3 separate regions of the Sus scrofa genome follow, and all the other regions are linked to region 2. Evidence: chromatin contacts called from public Hi-C data. All regions are on one chromosome and are shown on one strand. Each heading gives the region's core, a stretch centred on a gene start, on an enhancer-like site or on the middle of the called end of the contact. The rest is flanking DNA. Distances are from core to core; before and after follow the strand shown. Region 1 overlaps TLE3 (transducin-like enhancer protein 3). Region 2 overlaps LOC110262000 (a long non-coding RNA gene). Region 3 has its middle 86 kb from the start of TLE3.

Region 1 (3,138 bases), core at 35-2,534, 360 kb before region 2:
AACTGTCACAGGTTTATGTGCCAAATAAGAATGGAAGTTTTATTAAAAACAAGAAGCAAAGAGAAATAAACAAAATCAATCATTCTCACTGCTTAGGGAAGCTCACCAAGGCCTCTTACCTCAAATGGCTGGCAGAGCAGTGCCTGGCACACAGTAGGTGCTCAGGAAATGTTGAGCCAAAAGAATCTCACTGGCCTCCCTGCATTTCTTTTTCTGAGACTCCATATTACAGGATCCCCTGGCCAGGGACCTGGGCCTGCCTCAGTTTGGGTGGCATCTGGGGGAAGGGCTGTGGTGGATAGTATTGACATACAACTGGGAGGCAGGGTAGGCAGCAGCCCAAGTCCTTTGCTAACGGGGTGAGGCAGTGGTCAAGCCAGAACAGCCACAAGCTGCCCAGTGGGTCTTAGGCTGCTGGCCCTTCCCCAGCCAGGAAAGCAGGCAGTAGGCCCTGAACCTTCCCGGTCACTTTAGGCCGCTCGGCAACTACAGCTCTCTGGGGTGGGTGGTCAGAAGAGTCCCTACTGTCATCTACTTCCTCCAGCAAACAGGTCAAGTGTCAGGATCTTGGTAGGCCAAGGAACAAAACGAAAAGTAACCTTCTCCCTTGGCACATCTTTTATTAGCAACCATGTGGCCACAGGGTGCCCCTAGGTGGGATCTTTCCCTGCAAGGCCTGGTCCAGAGCACAGCATCCTCTAGTTATGAGCAAAAGGGATCTTCTGGGATTTCATGTGGCCTTGCCTGGCTCAAGGCCTGGTATCCAGGCCATGAGGTGACCATGGCTGGGGTCGCTCCATAGAAGCCCCTCTCATCTCACCTTTCCACTCTTCGAGAGCAGTTTTTACCTCCCAACACCACACACATGAACCAAGCGCCAACAGGACAGATAGGGAATGTTCCAGAAGCCTGGGGTATCCACATTCAGGCTCTCTTCTGCGGCTCAGACTCAATGAAGAGCAACCTCCCTGCGTGGCAGGGAAGGACTCTGGCACACCATGAGTCAGGACTGTACAGAGCTGGGGGCCGGCAAAGGGGAGGGAGCAGTTGGTCCTTGTCCTTGGGTCTGGGTTCTGGGTTTTTTTCGGGGGTCGGGGGAGACAGTATGCAAATCCCATCCCTCCCAGCTGTGACTGTGTCATCACCTGCCATGGGTCACCATGCCCCTCCTGGTCTCCCCACCATGTGGAAGCAGGAATTGAGCCTTGGCCTCCTCTACCTAAGACCATCCAGCCCTGAGCACGGGCTCGGGGCACGCGGGTGTGTCAAAGAATGAACAGGAAAACTGTTCACTAACCGACTTTTTCTCTTAATGTTTATTTTTTGGAGGGTGGTGATTAACGGGAGGGGAAGCTCCTACAAACAGAAAGTTGGCCGGACAGAGGCACTCTTAACAACAACAATGATAATAATAACGGCGAGCATCCGCTGACCCAAGCTGTTCCACACATTTTAGGCGTGTGAGCTCGCAAGAACCGTATAGGGAAGGCGCGTCTTCTAAATCCCCAGTTCTCAGAGGGGGAAACTGACACTTGGCAATTAAGCAACCTCACGAAGCGACTTCCTACAAAGAAGCCAAATTTCGACATTTTGAGACATTTTGAGAGAACTCAGAGAAGTCTTTTTGAAAGAAAAACTACTGTCAGGGTTAATAATTGACAGCATTTCCGATTAGAACAGCTGTTAAAACAGCATTTGATCCAACTCAAACAAGCTCTAAACATCAGTTCCAAGAAAGGAAAGAAAAAAAGGGATCAAGACGTGTGACTTTCAACCAACGGGACGGGTCACAAGTCACCAACTGGAACAAGATCCTAGGTTAGAAAACTCTTTTTGGCAATTCAGGGCACCGCCACCCTGTTACCGATAAGCTGGGGCTCTTGGGCTGGGCCTTCATCCTTCCCTCCATCCTGGTCCCACAAAACCACTGCCTTTGAGTCGGAGCCTCGGAAAGAGAAGCAGAGAGGAGGCGGAGGCTGGGTGGCGGGACGACGGCTTCCTTTGGAAAAAGGTGTTTGCGGAGCCGGGTGCTGCCTTTGAAAGTTCCTTTTCAAGTGTGGTTCAAAGAAGGCAGCTTTGCTGGTGGAAAAATATTGTGCCTCAGAAGGAACTCACCTACTCACCACAGACAGAGAAGTGTGTGCAGAGACCCTGCAAGCTCGAGATCCTGAGCTCCCGAGTGGACACTGGGAGGACCATCTGCCTCCATTGTGGTTGTTAGGCAAGTAAATGACGGAGTACAAAAGAGTTGGGGGGCGGGGGGGGGACTGGTGTCATTTCCCAAAGAGCAGTCTGTTCCACGCCCGTAGGTAACTCCTGTTCACACCATCACCTCCTTGTTAAAGCAGGGCCTCTGAACATCTTACTGTACACAGAGGGCAGTGGGACATTCTCAGAGTGCACTGCTCCAGCAACGCCCTAGCATTCACACTAACTGTTGTTCCCATCCCTTGGGCCTTTGACTCAGGACACTGAATGAAGGGAGATGGGACCGGCTCTCGGTCCACACCCTGGCAACCTCTTGCTCCCAGCCTGCAGCACCTGGCCAGTCTTTGACTTTTTTTTTTTTTGAAATTATTTAACTGACTGCTCAAGACACATCTGACAGCCACTTCCACCAGATTCTCTCCGGTATTTAGTTTTAAACTGCCCTGTCAGCTCTTCGAAAATGCACACATTTTAACCTCAGCCAGATAAAAACAAGGAGAGGGAGGAACCTGGCTGCTTTAAAGAGCATATCATGACCCCCTGCCACACAGAGGTGACCTGGCCTCTATTCCCAGCTCTGTCTCCAATCTCGCTGTGTGGCTTTGGGCCAAATCCCTTCCCTCCTCTGGGCTTCAATTTTGTTGTCTGCAAAACAGAGGGACAAAGTGGATAACTCGTAAGATCCCGGAGCCATCATTTAGAGTCTGAGAAGGCCAAACCCTCCTCAGTCGCTCTGTGACATGTCGATTGCTCCAGAAAGTTCAGTAAAACAGAGCACAGCATGAGTTTAAAGGACAAGCAGAGTAAGAGGCAAGGCATGGACGGATGCTGGGTGTGGGCTAAGCTGCAGCTGGCTGGGGTTCGGTCCCAAGGACCAGTCTTCATAGCATGGCCCGTTCAAGTGCATCCATCAGCCTAACTGAGCACTAC
Region 2 (3,323 bases), core at 603-3,102:
GATCTTCATTCTTTAATGGATGTGGGGAAATCCAAAGTCTGCACATGAATGTCATCTCCAGCTCATCTGGGTATAACACATAGAATTTCAGTACTGCCTGTTCTCATGGGAGTCTGGGGCTTGAATCTCTGCTACCCATGGGATGTGGAACCCCCAAGAGGGAAAAGTGAACTGGTCTCAGGTTGGTGCTGCCCCCTGGTGGATGAAAAAAGCAAATACAAATCCTCCAGGAGTAAAGGGTTCTCATTCTGATTCTCCAAAGACAAACTACCAAAAAACAAAACACCCCACATTCAAAGCAATGAATCACCATGAGCAAGAGTCAGCAGAGACAAGCAACAGATTTCAACCAGGGTTTCTCAACCTCAGAGCTACTGACATTTTGTACCAGATAACTCTTTGCCATGGGGGTTGCTCTGTGTGTTAAACGTTTAGTAGCATGTCTGATTTGGATCTTCAAAGACTTAAAATATTAGAATAATAAGATAGGCCATAAAAGAACTGTATATGAACTACTTAAAGACTCAAAAGATGTTTATAAAGGCTCAAATAGAACTTCTGGGAATAAAAAAAATATAACTTTGAACTTAAAAATTCAATGGATGTATCAGACACAGATAAAGAATTAATGAATTAGGGAGCTCCTGTTGTAGCTCAGCAGAAATGAATCTGACTAGCATCCATGAGGATGCAGGTTCAATCCCAGGCCTCGCTTAGTGGGTTAAGGATCCAGTGTTGCCATGAGCTATGGTGTAGGTCGCAGACGCAGCTTTGATTTAGCATACACAAACAGCTACAGCTCTGATTTGCCCCCTAGCCTGGGAACCTCCATATGCTGCAGGTACAGCCCTAAAAAGACAAAAAAAAAATTAATGAATTAGAAGACAGATTTAAAAAAATTACCCCAACTGCATTAGAAGAGCAAAATAATAAAGGGGGGGTGGGAAGAGGTGATAGGATAAAAGACAGGAAAATATAGTTCAGAGTTTAAACTATAACTAACTGGAGCTCTAGAAGGAAAGAATAAAGAGAATGAGAGAGAGGCAGTATTTGCAGAAAAAATGCTTGACACTCTTCTGGATCCATATATATAGGAAGTCCCAAAGATACCAAGCTGTGTGAATGCACAAGTTGTCGTGAATTGGATGCAGAAAAGCTAAGAATTGAGCCTCAAAGGTTCATCATTGAAATCGGTGCACCAACTCAAACCAGGGGTCCACAGGAGGGCTATGGTGGCATCAATGGCACGGACATGGGAGTCTTGCAAAGGGACTAATCCATGTGGACAATCCTGTGGACAGGGACCTGAGCCTGGCCTTGAGGGATGTTCATACAGTGTTGCATCAAGAGACCTTGATCTGAGCCCTTTATTTTACAGAACAACCTAGGAGATTAACTGGAGGCGAATGTGAAAAGGGCAGAGAGGAAATGGGATGAGGCTCTAAGCAGGGGAAAGTACACAAGCAAAGGTGTGGAAACAAGACTAAACATCTCATGAGCAAAAGACCAACAGGAGTCCTGTTTGATGGATTGGGAAATATTTAAGGGAACAATTACAAAACTGATTGGATGGACAAAGTGAAACCAGCCTGAAGAAGACCCTTGAGAGATGAGCAGGTATGTTTAAACTTGAGATCATAGGCCAGGGGTTGGTAAACTACAGCCTGGAGGCCAAGTCTGGCCCACTGCCTGTTTTTGTAAATAAAGTTTTATTGGAACACAAGCACACCCATTCATTTCCATATCATCTATGGCTGGTTTTGCACAACAGCAGAGAAGAGTAGAGTCCATACCCTATGGCCTGCAAGAGCTAAAATATTTACTCTCTGGCCCTTAACAGAAAACGGTTGTCAATCCCTGATCTAGGCAGGGCAGCCAGCCAGCGAGGCCTTTCAGCCAATTGCCAAGACTACGAGGATAAACCTGGAAGTGGCTGAAGGACTGTGTGTTTTGTAAGAGGAGGAAGAAAGGTGCGTAACCTTTATGGCGTTCCCATTGTATACCATCCCTCTTCCTACATTATGATTATAACTTCTCAAAACCACCCTGCCTAGAAGTTGTTACTTTTTTTTTTTTTTTTTAAGAGATGAGGAAAACGGGGTCCAGAGAGGTGAAGTAATTTACCCAAGGTCAGCCAGTGTTCCGGGCAGAGCTGAGATTCTGTTTCAAGTTGGTTGGATTCCAAAGCCGATGTTCTTCCTACCACACCTCACTGCCTTTCCAGGCACTGTGTATCCCAGACATGAGGGGATAGCCTCAGGCAAAGGAGCTAGCTACTGTGTGTCATGGCCAGAGATGGTTGGAATTAGGGTGTGGTGGGAAATATTCCTCTCCGCTCTTGCAAACAGATCCAGGGGCCCCTTCTGACCTGGAGCAGGACCTCTGGCCCAAGGCTCCTCCAAAAATGGTTCCCAACCTGCCCAAACATTGACTCCCCCCGGACCCCCTCCATCCCACACCTCCAGAGCCACCAGCCGGGCCAAGAATGTCTATCTTACAACTTCCTTCCAGCCTCATCTCTCAGCACGACGCCAGAGGCAGTTGGGAGGTATGATACCATCTCCATATCTAGGAACCAAACCTGAGGGTTGGCAGCTCTGCACAGTGCCACCCACGAGAGATGGCCCAGTTGATTTGCAGTGAAATTGCAACACAGCTTCTGCTCCTGCCCCGGCTAGATCCCAGGCCCTGGAGCTAAGCCCATCAGGGCTTGCTTCCACCCCCCAGCCTGGCTCCTGTTCCTCCCATGACTAATTTGGATCCTCATCTGACAGCTACCATGACCACTCTGCCCAGATAGGGCCTCACAGACCTGCTTCTGTGTTTTGCGGTCAAACTGGTTCTTGACGCTTCCCCAGAGTTCCAGCAGGGTTGAGTGTCTGTGGGGAACCATAAATGGCTGCCCCTTGGGGTTGAGCTGGTTGAGGGCTTGAGAAGCCAAGAGAAAGAGGAAAGTGTGAACTCTACCTAGAGCCTTGGTTATCTAAATAGTTGTGAGACATAATGGAAGTCCCCCACTGGATCCCAGTGGGTAGGTCTGTTTCTTGTCAGCTCCCCCTCAGCCAGAGGCCATGCCACGTCATCTCTAACCCCCTGGTGTGTCCATGAGGAAATGTGTGTAAACACAGGCAGACAACCTCCCCAGAGCAGGTGAGAGGAGCCCTGTGACCCCAGGCCTACTGACAGCCTCCAATGGACGGTTACAACACCCTCCTACTCGCCTGCCTTGGGAAACAGGGAGGTATGTCAGCTCCAGGGACCCTGGACCCACACCTGCCTGTGTGCTGAACTGCCAGCTGTCCCAGAAGCAGAGAGAGAGCAGG
Region 3 (3,254 bases), core at 257-2,756, 260 kb before region 2:
GTGGAAGTTCCTGAGCCAGGGATTGAACCCACACCACCGCAGTGACCCAAGCTGCTGCAGTGACACGGCTGGTTCCTTAACCTCCTGAACCAAAAGAAAACACTGCAATTTGACTTTAGTCTCCTTCCACCCAATCCAGCTTCCTCCCTTCACTGGTGTAGATCCCTAATCAAGCTCTGATATCCCAAACTCCCTCTCAGAATCCTACTCCCACAAAACCTAACCTTTGACACAGGTGATGGTGGACATCTAGGCAGGGCACAGTGGTGACCACAGGGATAGCATTTAGTAGTAGCTGGTCTCACCTGGGAGCAGCGGTAGGTGAAGAGAACATCACTATGGCAACCAGGGGTCTCCTAGAGCAGGAATCTAAGGCCTCCCAGGGGAGGAAGCTGGGCAAAGGGAAAAGGAGCACAGTAGTGCAGAGATCTGGAGACCTTGGTTGGTCTGGCCTTGGCCTAGAGTCTAACAAGCTGCATGGCTTTGGGAAGTCACTGCTGCTCTCTGAAGTCTATATGCCTTCACAAGTGAAACATGTCAGAATCTGTGATTCCAGCTGTATTAGTTTCTTAGAGCTGCTTTAACAAATCACCACAAACGTTGTGTCTTAATAGAAATCTTTTCTCTCACAGTCTGGAGGCCAGAAATCCAAACTTAGCATCACTGGGCCAAAATTAAGGAGTCAGCAGGGCTGCACTCCCTCTGGAGGCTTTAGAGAAAAATCTGCTCTTGCCTCTTCCAGCTCTGCTGGGTACCAGGATCCCTGGGCTTGTGGCCCCTTCACTCCAGTCTTCAAAGCCAGCATCTTTAAATCTGTTTTGTCTTCATATCACCTTCCCCCACTGTGTTTGCATATCAGTTCTCCCTGTTTGTGTCTTAGGAACATACCTGTGATTGCATTTAAGACCCATCCTGAGGATCCAGAGTAAGCTCCCTGTCTCAAAGTCGTTAATTTAATCATATCTCCAAAGATCCTTTTTCCAAATAAGATCAACATTTATAGGCTCCAGGGATTAGGACCTGATCTCTTTGGGGTCCATTATTTAGCCACTGCACCAGACATTTATCCCCTGTAGGCTTTGCCTCTGTTGAGTTCTCCCTTCCTGAGCTGCATTTCTAGGTGGCTGGTCTGTACCCTTTCATAGCCCAGATCATCTCATTCTGCCACCTATTATTTTCAACATGTATTGATACAGTTGTTCTGCTCACATTGGTGGTTTCGTCGTATTATTTACTGAGTACACAGTATATGCTCATTTGCGAATCCCTTGCTACCACCCAAGGTTATGACCCTCACTATGCCAACAAGGACACCAGGAATGGAGAAGTTGAGCAATTCACCCAGCTCGACAGAGGTGGTTCTGGGATTCCCCCTCAGATTGTCTGACTTTAAAGCTGTCTCATCTCTGACCATATATTGCCTCCCCAGCCTAAATAGAGCTTCTCCTTGAAACCATTTACAGAGCATGGGCCCTTTTGAACTTTGAAGCGTCTCTTATCAGATCCTACAAACTGCAGACATAACACAGGAAGCGTTGTTCCAGAAAGCTGAAAGTCCAGTCATGAGAGCCCAGGCATGAGGCTCGTTTGGGCTGTGTTTTTGTGAGGTCTGCCATCAGGCACAGCCCGGCAGGGGTGGGGGGTGGGGTGGGGGAGGGGGTGTACCAGGCTCCCATCTCAGCTGCGCTTTTATTATTCTTCCAACTGAACTGTCTGGGACTTTGAATATCTGCCCTTGTTCCTGTTGAATTCATGGACTGAATGTCTTGATTACGTTATTTATTCATCAGCCAATGGGTCACTGCACACTGCTAGACACTGATGCTCATAAGGACCCTTTCTTTGACTTTCATTTCAGGCCCCAGAAATATTCCTACATGAAAAACGTTGTGCTAGCCTATGGAAGGAAACCACCACGGAAGGATGTTTACAAATGATTCTCTTGTGTGGGAGGGTTTTCCAAAGTCCCGAAGCAGGAAAGTGGGTTGGGCCCTTGGAGAACAGTTCTGTAAAGAGGGAACTGAATTTGTTTATTATTATTTTTTGTCTTTTTCGGGCTGCACCCACAGCGTATGGAGGTTCCCAGGCAAGGGGTCGAATCAGAGCTATAGCTGCCGGCCTGCACCACAGCCACAGCAACGGCAGATCCTTAACCCACTGAGCAAGGCCAGGGATTGAACCTGCATGCTCACGGATGCTAGTCAGATTTGTTTCTGCTGAGCCACAACGGGAACTCCAAGAGGGAACTGAATTTAAAAACCAAGCACACCAGGCAACCTTGAGGTCAAAGGGTATTCAGCTGACCCAGGCATATCTTATTCCTCTGGACAGAAAGATTGACGAGAACAAATGGTCTAGAGGCAACTGGGAGGGAGCCTGTGCCCGGTTGCTACCGAGATGGGAGTGGGCGGGAGGCCAGAGGGGGCCTGCCGGGCAGATGGGGCTGGCCATGGGGGGCTTTGCAAGCCATACTGAGAGCTTGAACTTAATTTTGAAGCCCACAGGGTAGCTCTGCAAGATTTTAAGCAGAGAAGTGACATGTTTGTGTGCTTTAGAAATATTTTTCTGGCTATGGTAATAGCCCCAGCAGGAGGCGAGAAGGGTCTGGACTGTTAGTGATAAAGAGAGAGGGCTGGATTGGAGTAAGAGTCAGTGGTGGTCATGGAGGGTGAGCAGGGGGAAGAAGAGGGAGGATACCCGTGTACAGCTTGGGTGACTGGGTGGACAGCTGAACCTGCCACAGAGACGGGTTGCAGGATGCGGGAATCACCAGGGCTGTGCATGGGGGTCCAGGGTGCAAAGGTTTCACTGAGAGTGGAGTCTCGGGGTGGGAGAAGGCTTTTGCCAAGAGTGCTGGAAAGTGCCTGCTAGTCCCCTCCATCATGAGGCAGAACCCTGAGGATGGAAGCCAGGTAGGGACACAGATTTGGAAAGTGACAGCAGCAAGGTGCTCATGGGAGATTCTTGTGCAGAAGCCAGGAGTCTAGGAGCAGTTCTGTCCTGACTTGTGGACCTCCGACAAGTCACGTTTCCTTCCCTGCCTCAGTTTCCTCCTCTGCAAAATGCAGGGGTGAATCATGCAAGGGTTCCTCAATGGTTGGGGATATCTGTGAGGCCCTGGAAACAGTGGGCAAAACTATGTGCGTGTCTGCTTGCTGAGGGTCAGCAGAGTCACCTGAGGAGGGAAGTGACCTCAGACCTCTTAGGCTACATAAGGACTTAGAGCCCTGCTGGCAAGCATTGCTCTTGAAATG

Evidence for each region. A called contact is a pair of places that touch in the nucleus more often than the background predicts.
Region 1: a contact with region 2 is called in a Hi-C map of liver, with 4 times the contacts expected there. The contact joins two enhancer-like sites. A contact is called at or near these places in 18 of 47 Hi-C or Micro-C datasets (alveolar macrophages, blood, embryonic fibroblasts and 9 more) and 1 of 2 datasets of contacts at active chromatin or transcription factors (alveolar macrophages).
Region 3: a contact with region 2 is called in a Hi-C map of liver, with 5 times the contacts expected there. The contact joins two enhancer-like sites. A contact is called at or near these places in 2 of 47 Hi-C or Micro-C datasets (both in liver) and 1 of 2 datasets of contacts at active chromatin or transcription factors (alveolar macrophages).

The regions. Positions count from the first base shown.
Region 1 is chr1:167,836,162-167,839,299 of Sscrofa11.1, forward strand. The region is part of intron 4 of TLE3 (transducin-like enhancer protein 3); the gene reads right to left. Among named protein-coding and RNA genes, the nearest start is that of TLE3, 18 kb to the right of the region's middle. Within about 2 kb of position 1,285, at least 3 of the 83 cell types and tissues checked have an H3K27ac peak or open chromatin away from gene starts, as enhancers often do. A contact at or near this core is called in liver, where this site is marked.
Region 2 is chr1:168,198,404-168,201,726 of Sscrofa11.1, forward strand. The region is part of intron 1 of LOC110262000 (a long non-coding RNA gene); the gene reads right to left. Among named protein-coding and RNA genes, the nearest start is that of UACA, 250 kb to the right of the region's middle. Within about 2 kb of position 1,853, at least 9 of the 83 cell types and tissues checked have an H3K27ac peak or open chromatin away from gene starts, as enhancers often do. A contact at or near this core is called in liver, where this site is marked.
Region 3 is chr1:167,940,030-167,943,283 of Sscrofa11.1, forward strand. No RefSeq gene overlaps it. Among named protein-coding and RNA genes, the nearest start is that of TLE3, 86 kb to the left of the region's middle. Within about 2 kb of position 1,507, at least 13 of the 83 cell types and tissues checked have an H3K27ac peak or open chromatin away from gene starts, as enhancers often do. A contact at or near this core is called in liver, where this site is marked.